2 separate regions of the Zea mays genome follow, and region 1 is linked to region 2. The links are chromatin contacts, called in public Hi-C maps. All regions are on one chromosome and are shown on one strand. The core of a region is the stretch at or near the end of the contact, and the rest is flanking DNA. Distances in the headings are between cores, read along the strand shown. Region 1 holds the start of LOC100282133 (60S ribosomal protein L35). Region 2 holds the start of LOC100276980.

Region 1 (5,118 bases), core at 938-3,437, 270 kb before region 2:
CTTCGTTTCCGTTTCCCTTATAAAGTCTTATAAAGTGTTTGGTTTGATGAATCACTCTATTCAAAATTCAAAATGAAACGGTATATCATGGATTTATTCCTTAAATTTGGTGGGATAACTCCATTCCACATATTAGTACTAAACAACTAACTATGAAGAATGAGGTGGTGATGGATTAACTCACTCCATTCTACAAACCAAACAAAAAATGAGGGAGAAGATGATGGACTACATCATTCCTCAAACCAAACACTCCAGTACTGTCGAGCCTCGGCTCAACTTCTGTTTCTGGGACGGAGTACATACCATGAGCAACGGTCACACAAATATAATGAACAGCAAACATCTAGTTTAGAAGAATACAAAGAAAAGTTGCCACCAAATATGAACGCCAATACGAATTGCCAGTCAAACCAATTTAGCCATTTATGGAAATGGAGGAATACATCGTACTTCCGACCCACAGCAAATGTCCATACAAACCAAAAATTAAAACACAGCCGATGATATGCTAAGCGCAGCATCTCACAGTTCTGACCTAGGCCTTGATAGCATACTTCCTCATGGGGAAGTACTTCTCACGCTTCTTTTCCCTCTCGGTCTTCAGAGAGAGCTGCAGGACAGACAGAGCAAAATGTCAGGCCATCTATGATTAAAAAACCAACACAAAAGAGCAATCACTCAAAGAAATATGCCATGCAATTTCAAATGTCACTTGGACACGTGTCAAACATTCAGAAACTGATTGTATACCACCATTTTGTGCGATGTCATAGTCATAGCAATTGAAAGATGACAGGCCTGTTTGGTTCGTTATCTAACTTGCCATAATTCGACTAACTTTTTTTTGCCTAAGGTTAATGATTCAATTTGGCCAGCTAACCTTATGCAAGTTGTGGCACAGTTAGCCAGGAACCAAACAGGCCCAACAACTGGCTAATGCTTGCATACACCTTATAATCCTAAAACCTAAACCTGGGCTGCAAATATTAGTGCTCTTTCAGACTTGAGCTCTGCATGGAGAGGGTTATCAGGTATCTTGCAAATGCTTAATATCATATATGATCAGATTGACGAAAAAACATTAACAACAAACACTTCACCTTGATTTTGCACAACAATGAGAAGTAACATTATTCAGATCACATAGTCAGTCATCAAACATTACTCACTTTCTACAGTTGCATCCGTACGCAAAATATATTGGCTCATAAAGCTAAGAGGAATTTCAAAAAAATATCATTCGTTGCTCTATTAATGCTTCATCCAGCAATGAACATAACTTATATACCACTTATTGACACGAGCCAATAAAATCACATCTTGATGACACAGCACACTATCAGAATTTGAAAGGATATATAAATGCTCTTGAAGTTGCCCATCATGGAAGAAACATAAACTTATATACCACTTATTCTAAACAAGATAATCAAATTGCACATTGACTACTAACAGATTATCAGATATAAGTGACACTGGATAATATATACTCAAGGTTACATTCCAATTGCCATTGGAATACTATACTGAAAGTTGAGCCCCATATGACTAGCCATGGTATGATGTTAGTATCGAATTAAAGTTATAACAGAAGATCTAACGCTACTGAACTAGGAGCAATGGTAGTCGTAGGAGTATGGCATGTATACCTGGTGCTTGGTCAGACGGCGGCGGATGGCACGGGTCTTCTTAGGGCGGAGGTCGAGGGGGAGCAGGTTCTTCTTCTTGTACGCCTCCCGCAACGCCGACTTCTGCTTCTGCGAGATCACTGTGAGCACGCGCGCGATCGAGGTGCGCACCACCTTGCTGAAGAAGGGCCGGATACAATTCGAATCGATTCAGTCGAGTTCAGGAGCAGAGAATAACAGGAGAAAATAGAGATTGCAGGTACGCACATCTTGGAGAGCTTGTTGGGTGCGCCGCCGGTGACCTTGGCTACGCGGAGGAGGGAGAGCTCAGACTTCAGCTCCTTGAGCTGCGCCTGCAGGTCCGTCTTGCTCTTCCCCCGGAGCTCGTGCACCTTGATACGGGCTGCCAGTCATCGCCACACAACAAAACGGGTGTCAGATCAGCTCGAAGTTTAATTGGGATGAAAGCCTGGAGGTGGCTTACCCATAGCGACGGTGACAATTGCTGCGGCGGCGCGGCGTCGGCGGTGGCAGGGTGGACAGGACTCAGGAGCGGTGCGCGAGGGGAAGAGGAATGTTAGCGGCGGCGGAGGCTTATATAAGAGTGGAGGAGGGTGTAGCGGAGACAAAACCCTAGGCTGAATTGCGTGGGCTGACTGGGCCTAAGTGCGTGACTGGGCTTTAGCGTCGAAATCAATAAGCCCTTTTTATAATATTTTTATCTATACTATACTTAAAGCGTCAGTTTCAACGGTCGTCCCGCGTCATTTTTTTACAAACAATCCCTCACGGCTATTTCAAATTAACCCTATGCACGTCTAAAGATGACCAAACGGTGGCCCGGCACAGGCCAGACGCCTGTGGGCCACAACTCTAGCCCAGGCATATCATGCCGACCTACTGACTATGCCGAGGTGGGGTTCGAACACATGCCCTGATGGAAGAAGGACAGGAGACACTAGGTGAAGTTGTCTAACCAGTAGAACATCATGCTCAAATGTTTTTAATATTGAATATAAATTGTATATATGTATATACATTTTTTGTAAAATAAAAATATATATAATCGTGTCGAGCTGGGCCAGCACTACGGACTGAGGCTACAGCCCAAGCACGTCACGTCGTTCTTGGCTCTTGCAAGCATTAGGTCATTTCTAAGACCACATTGGCGCAATGGACTCAATGATGTTTGAGGTTGCTGAATTGGATGGAGCAACAATGATTTGTCACACTAACAATAAAATGAAAGGTTATTTGTTGGTTTTAAACGTTAGTAATTGCTACGACGTAGCATAACTTATATGGAGTGCATCCAATTTTTATAAGTTTGAGTTCATGTGACTTATTTTAGAAACTTGAGCTCACAAACTTACTCTTATTTGGTCTCTGTATGGTAGAATTATGTTATTTTATAATCTCTGTTCGTTTAGTCAGTCGTTGTGAACTTTCTTCTAATCGCTCACTTCATTTGTTGTGTTGCACCAAGACATATTGGATGGAGTAAACAATAACATCAGTTAGCTAAATAAAAAATATTATACAGAGAGCGGAGACAATCAATAAAAAATCTTGAAATTTTTTGGTAGATAGTTTACATAGGTAACTATCGGTGTTTCGGACCCGGGGGGTCCCTGAACCGACGAGTGAATTTGTCGCTGCGTGCCCCTGCCCAGATGGGTTGGTGCGAGATAGAACACAAGTGGGGGAATGAGCCTTGTATTATCCTGCACCGGGGTGCTTGTAGTAGGGGTTACAAGCCTTGTAAGAGAGCGAGGGCGAGGGCGAGAGGGAGCGAGTAGCAGAGAGCGAGAGAGAGAGAGGGTCCGGCCCCCGCTCGTCTTCTCCCGTCGTGCGTTCGGATGTTCGTATGTTCGTATGCTCGTCCCTTCGTCCTCCTTTTTTTATCCTCTTCCCCCCTGTGGGGCCCTGGACACCCCGTTTTATAGATGTAAGGAGATGCCCAGCTGTACAATGGGGTGTAGCTGGGAGCTAACGTGGCTGGCAGGGAAGTGCCCTGAGCCCTGTACAAATAACAACGTGGCCATTGGGGGGACGCCTCGAGTCCTGTAGGGATAGTATCGTGGCCGTCGGAGAAGTGCCTTGAGCCCTGTAGCAGTACAGCTGTTGGTGCTGTATGGATCCTGCTGACGTCTCCTTGCTTCCGTAGGGGGCTTGAGAACCACCGATGTCATGGTTGCATGCAGGAAACCACCATCGCCTGTTACCGGGGTAAGCTGGATGGGACGCCGGTCTTGTTCCTTCGTAGCCTGAGCTAGCTAGGAGTAGGGTAATGATGCATCCCTCGTGGCGCGGTTGATCCGAGCCTGAGGTCGGGCGAGGCGGCGACTCCTCCGAGGCCGAGGCTGGGGCCGAGACCCAGGGTAGGGCGAGGACGTGATTCTTCCCGAGGTCGAGGCCGAGGCCGAGCCCTGGGGTCGGGCGAGGCGGAGATTTCCTCCCGAGGCCGAGCCCTGGGATCGGGCGAGGCAGAGCTTCCTGTTGCGTCCGAGGCTGAACTCGACCGTTGTCGGTTTTCGCCCGGGTGGTTGGCACAGCAGCCGGAGCGGAGCAGGCGGCGCTGTTTTCCTGTCAGATCGGTCAGTGAAAGGGCGGAGTGACTGCGGTCACTTCAACCTTGCCGACTGAGGCGCGCGTGTCAGGATAAGGTGTCAAGCGACCCCAGCATTAAATGCGCATGCAACACAGTCGGCTGGTAAGGCGATTTGGCCAAAGTCGCTTGCACGACAAGGCTTGCCTTTGCCTGAGCCGAGGGTGCGCTCACTGTCTGAGGAGACTGAAGCGTCCCGAATCCTCTGGGACTCAAATGTGATACAATTACTAGTCCCAGGAGGCTAGTAAACACATTTATACATCAGATGATACCAAATCTGCTTAAACGAGACAAACCTACAAAGGTGGCGAACAACTTTAAGAGTTGGTCCACAACTCGGGACATATCATCAGAGTGGGGCTGAAGCAGCCCAATATACGCAGCGAAGCAATTCAGCGGTCCAACAGCCACAGGCAAGGTTGGGAACAGTCGTAACTCTTACCCGATCTCCTTTTTCTGAAAAAACAACAAATAAGCAAGGGTGAGTACAAACGTACTCAGCAGCCCACCTTCACCCGCGGAATGGGGAAATCAGATATAATGCATGGAATATGTAGAGCTCAGGATATTTGCAGAAACAGCAATATTTTATGCAGGGTTGTTTTGAAAACATTTTGTATTTTGCAAAGTGCATCCTCTCCAAAAGGAGCAGGAAGTTTTTCAGTATTATAACAAAATCCCCTGGACTAAACCATCCAGGTATCTCAGCAGTTTCCCACTGGTTTTCATTTTCAAAAACAGCTATTAGACTTCCCGTCCACCATAGCTCACGGCTCAACCGCCGGTCCTTTTAAAAACCACTTTTCTCAAACACACCCTTTTTTTTGGAAAAACCAAACACTAATTGCCATACCACACCAGACTCGTCCATTCCTG
Region 2 (4,561 bases), core at 847-3,346:
CATCTACTTAGGAGTCTGTTGGAGCAGAATGGTTTTCATGAACACTAGCCACCGAGGGTAGATGCCATCGAGAAGGTGGTACCCATAGTTATACTCATAGCCATTCACCATGAAGTTCATGTTTGGTCCTTCACCGTTGAGCATGTTAATGAACAACAGTGTTTGGTTGATTACGTTAACATCATCGCTCAATTCTAGCACCCCAAAAGCATGTCAGATCCACAAGTCATACGAGGCAACTGCCTCAAGCATGATGGTCGGGGATCCAATGTTCCTCATTATGAACTATCTTCTCCCTATGGGATAGTTCCTACACTCCAATACATGCATTCTATACTCTCTATTATACCAGGAAAATTTCTTTCCTCCCCCTTAGCTAATAAACGCCTAAGGTCATCAACAGTGGGACGACGACTATACTCCGCCCCAAAACATACAATAACACCTCTACAGAATAGTTTGAGACACTCTAAGGTGGAACTTTTCCCATTTTGATGTACTCATCGATGGAGTCAGCAACACTACCATACACAAGCATGTGTAGGTCAACTACACACTTCTGGTGGGGGGAGAAACCACTGCGGGTGAGTGCATTGGTTCGAAGAGTGAAGTAGCGGGAGTGCTCACCCTAGCTCTCCAAAGATGTGAAGGAATATGCTTCTCGAATGTGGCATCTTTGATGAAAGTAGAGAGATGGATAGATACACATGTCGTTAAAGTAGTCTTACATCAACCGATCGTGGGCGGATACACGGTAACGATCGATGTATCTCCAGCATAGCCTCAATTGCCTCCTTGATGCAAAAGACTTGGAGGCAATCTCCGCCTCCGGTTGCATTATATTTTACTACAACAACTCGAAAAACTCTTCCTCGGTCATGTCAATGTTTGAGTCAGACGAAGACATCACAACAACGTTTGTTTCGAATGAAACGAGTGTGTGTGAGGAGTATGGTGGTAGAGAAATTTGAGGTGTGAGTTGTGTGAACGAGCTCAAGCACTTCTATATTTATAGACACATTTTTTTGATTTTTTTAAGTTCAAAACAAAGTGAACCAACCAGAACACAATACGTGGCGCTAGTGACAGCAGTCGTTGGGTCAGTACCGCTCGATCGACACCGACCGACGTGGGCCCGACGTTGTTGGTACCAACCCTAGCGCCTAATCGACAACCTCAACATCCGTGTGCATGTGTGGACTGTCTTTGGCACCGCGACTAACAATACCAATCGGTCGTCGGTGCCATGAGGGCGGACGGTAGCGCCCAACGGTCAACCCAGCCTAATGAGTGTGTATAAATTTAAGGGGCGTTTTAGTTTTTAGCATATATGTCCACTTAGGCTGGCTCCAGCAAGGACCACTAAAAGCTCCTCTACCCTAAATATAGAGGATCAAACGGTCATCTACGCTCTCCAGCAACATCCTCTAAACGGTCCTCTAAATTTAGAGGACGCTGCTAGATTCTCTCTATATAAAGTTTCTCTAAATGGTCATCTATCCATTTGAATACTTTAAATAACCGGTTTAGCAAAACTAAAATATATACAGTATATTTGAGAGTATGGCACATACGTATGTAAAAAAATAAAAAATGTCTCTAATATAGGTATTTGCGTATAGAGGACGTGATTTAGAGGACGTTGTTGGAGAGGAATGCGATATAGAGGATGTAATCTTTTAGAGGAGATTGTAAAGAACGGATATAAATGATGGATATAGAGGATATTGTTGGAGACATCCTTAAGACTTTGTTCAGTTAGGAGATGGAGAGTGATTAAGTCACTTTTTTTTCAATTTTGACTGATCCCCTGCTATTCACTCCTAACCAAATAAGGTATAATTAATTGTGTAGAAGTGTCGGAGAATAGGGTTTAAACCAGTATGACACCCTAAACATAGTTTAGGGATAAAAATTTATATTTTGAAGTACTATGATCTAGTCGAGAAGTGATAAAGTTAAGAAGTGCCCGTGAAATTCACTCGAGAAAATGTAATTTGCATCTACAACCCGTCCATCCTGTACATGCGTGTCACGGCGACCCAGCTCTTGGAAGTATAGAATCAGAAACAGAACAGAACACGAGAAGTTGACTATCGCGAGGTGGCCAAGAAGGAAAAGTAGCGGCGGCATGGGGTCGCCCAAGGCGGCCAAGAGCATGGTGAAGCAACGCATCTGGCGTCACCGGCTCGTCGCGCCGTTCGCTGCCGTTCTCATCACGGCCGTCGTCGTATTCTCCGGCCTGTTCGCGCAGGACCCAAGTGGTGAGCTCGACAGTTACAGTTTGGCAGCTAGTGCATCTTTCTTCTCTTGCTTTTTTTTCTCCCCTATCACCGAATTTGTATGTGTTCTTACTAGAGTTTATTGGGACTCGTAGCCACCTCGGAGTTCACTGCCGTGAACGCGGGTAACACCCTGCCAGTGCGCGATAAGTCGGAATCCACAGGTAATCGAATCTATGTGGCTTCAAAACCTGTTCCCTTGTCTTGTTTATTAATGGCTAGAAGGAGGTCTTGTCAAAGCAAGAAAGTTCTTTTTTTTTGTTCCGTTTTAGTTGGAGTTTGGGTTTTCGAATCCGGACCGGATTAGTGGGATTTAGTAATTTGATTTCGAAGGTGCAGCAGCCAGAGGATCTCCCAACAAGGAGGATCTTGCAACAGCTGCATTTGAGCAAGAATTGGATGTTGGAAATTCTGGTGTGGCATTGTTACTTCTCTTACTACTGTTTCATGTCCCAATTAATGTGAAGTGACTCGCTAATTTGATGTTCTGAATCCGTGAGTTGGCGAAATGTAGAGCCCAATCAAGCTTTCCAAGGCACCGTGCCTGCAGCAGGCGAGAGAGGGACAGCAACGGCAGTGCCGGTCCAACGAGAAAGAAGCAGTGGAGGATCTGGTATGCAGCCCTGCTATCATCGTGAAGCAGTCTCCAGATGCTACAAATGTAGCTCACACTGTCTATACTTGTTTTCTGGACTCACATCTAGAACCTGAAGAGAAGCAATCGCCCCCACAGGACCAGGAAGGAGAAGAAACCTCTGCTAAGTCAGGTACTGTACAGATACATCTATACTCGCATTGTTTGTTTCTATGCTGTGAATACACTGCTGGGTAAATGCAAAACTCTGTACTACAACTCTACAAGGCTGGACTAGTATAGGTGTATAGCAAAGATAGTGTTCCAACTTCACCTGTGCTGTCCAGCATTGAGAGAGTAAAAAGGTGCACTACAAGGCTGGTCTAGTATAGCAAATATAGTGTTCCAACTTCACCTGTGCTGTCCGGCACTGAGAGAGCAAAAAGGGCAGTTAAAGGGAAAAATGTCTTGCTTGTGATTGGTTAGTAAAGCCCTTGCTTCCAATGGAATAAAAATAAAGGTGAGGCTAGTGATATGCTTTAGTTGAACCACATGTAAATTATCATTTTGTTGAACTAGTGCCGGAGGCTCCCACATGAGGGCTTAGAATTAACAGCAGAGGTGCTTTGATTGGCAACCGATATGCTTTTTTATAAAGATATTTTGTAAAAAACAATGTCATAGAAAAGCATAAATCATGTTTTCTTTTTCTTTTTATTTCTAAATGTAGCATAATGTTCACCCATCGTGGATAATGGGACATAAGAGTTTCAAAGTGCTGAAAATAGGAATCTTGATTATTGTATCAAAGAGAGGCATGGTGCTTCATTGAAGGAAACAAAAATACATTAGCACAACTAGTAGTATCCCACTAGCTTTGCTGGTTTCTTGGATTAGGCTACCCGCAGTGAGCAACGGTACGCGAAGCGCTACTTCTGTATTTAACAGATGCAATGTTTCCTAATCTATTTATACTTTCGAAAGTATACCATGGGATGCAAAGTTTGAAACATGCCGTTCCATGAAATTTGATTTCTTTTAATGAAACAATGCTGGCTTCACATAATTACACCCTTCCAATTTGTCCAAAGAAACATATCTAACGATTTAAGGTGTGGCATACAGATGATGTTGGATTTTGAGTTATGCTGGAGTAAAAGGGCCACCATCTCCAGTCTTATTTGTTTGTTCATAGGAGATGGATACAGTCCCTTCATCACTTTTCTCCATTACTGCATCTAAATTTATGCTAACAAAATATTAATAAAATCATAGAGATATAGAAGTGAAGGGTAGGCGTGGTGCAGCAGTCACTAGACCACTGGTTCGAAACAGCCTCTTCGCGTCTGTAGGGGAAGGCTTGCCTTAGTTTATCTCTTCTCTAGATCCTATTTTTGTGGGATCCTCTAGCACTGGGTCTGCCCTGATAGAGATATAGGAGTACTTTTGGGGTTGACCTTATCAATGTTACTCTCATATCATATGACTTATCTACACATCGAGAAATGGAAGTTCCATTGCACAGAGTCTAAAAGATGAAATATGTTATGTACCTGAAGTATCTATCCAATCTAAGTCCAGCTGAGCATTTTGGTTTGATTTGGTTGTATTTTACAGTAGCGCTACAGGATGCTTTTGAGGCATTTTCTAATCTTATTCAATATTGCACAATGAAAGCAAATCATGCATCGCCAGATATATCGTT

The links. A called contact is a pair of places that touch in the nucleus more often than the background predicts.
Region 1: a contact with region 2 is called in a Hi-C map of root tip, with 5 times the contacts expected there. The contact joins the promoter of LOC100282133 here to the promoter of LOC100276980 in region 2. A contact is called at or near these places in 11 of 25 Hi-C or Micro-C datasets (bundle sheath, ear, endosperm and 4 more) and 1 of 3 datasets of contacts at active chromatin or transcription factors (leaf).

What each region holds. Positions count from the first base shown.
Region 1 is chr5:166,380,642-166,385,759 of Zm-B73-REFERENCE-NAM-5.0, reverse strand. LOC100282133 (60S ribosomal protein L35) reads right to left here and starts at 2,187. Exons shown (of 4, transcript NM_001294264.1): 1 at 2,116-2,187; 2 at 1,899-2,034; 3 at 1,653-1,809; 4 at 406-613. The coding sequence starts at 2,119. The coding sequence ends at 539. LOC100274506 reads left to right here. Exons shown (of 11, transcript NM_001360603.1): 11 at 1-15.
Region 2 is chr5:166,107,259-166,111,819 of Zm-B73-REFERENCE-NAM-5.0, reverse strand. It overlaps LOC100276980, which reads left to right and starts at 2,096. Exons shown (of 6, transcript NM_001150660.2): 1 at 2,096-2,264; 2 at 2,378-2,446; 3 at 2,616-2,696; 4 at 2,797-2,895; 5 at 2,987-3,049. The coding sequence starts at 2,132.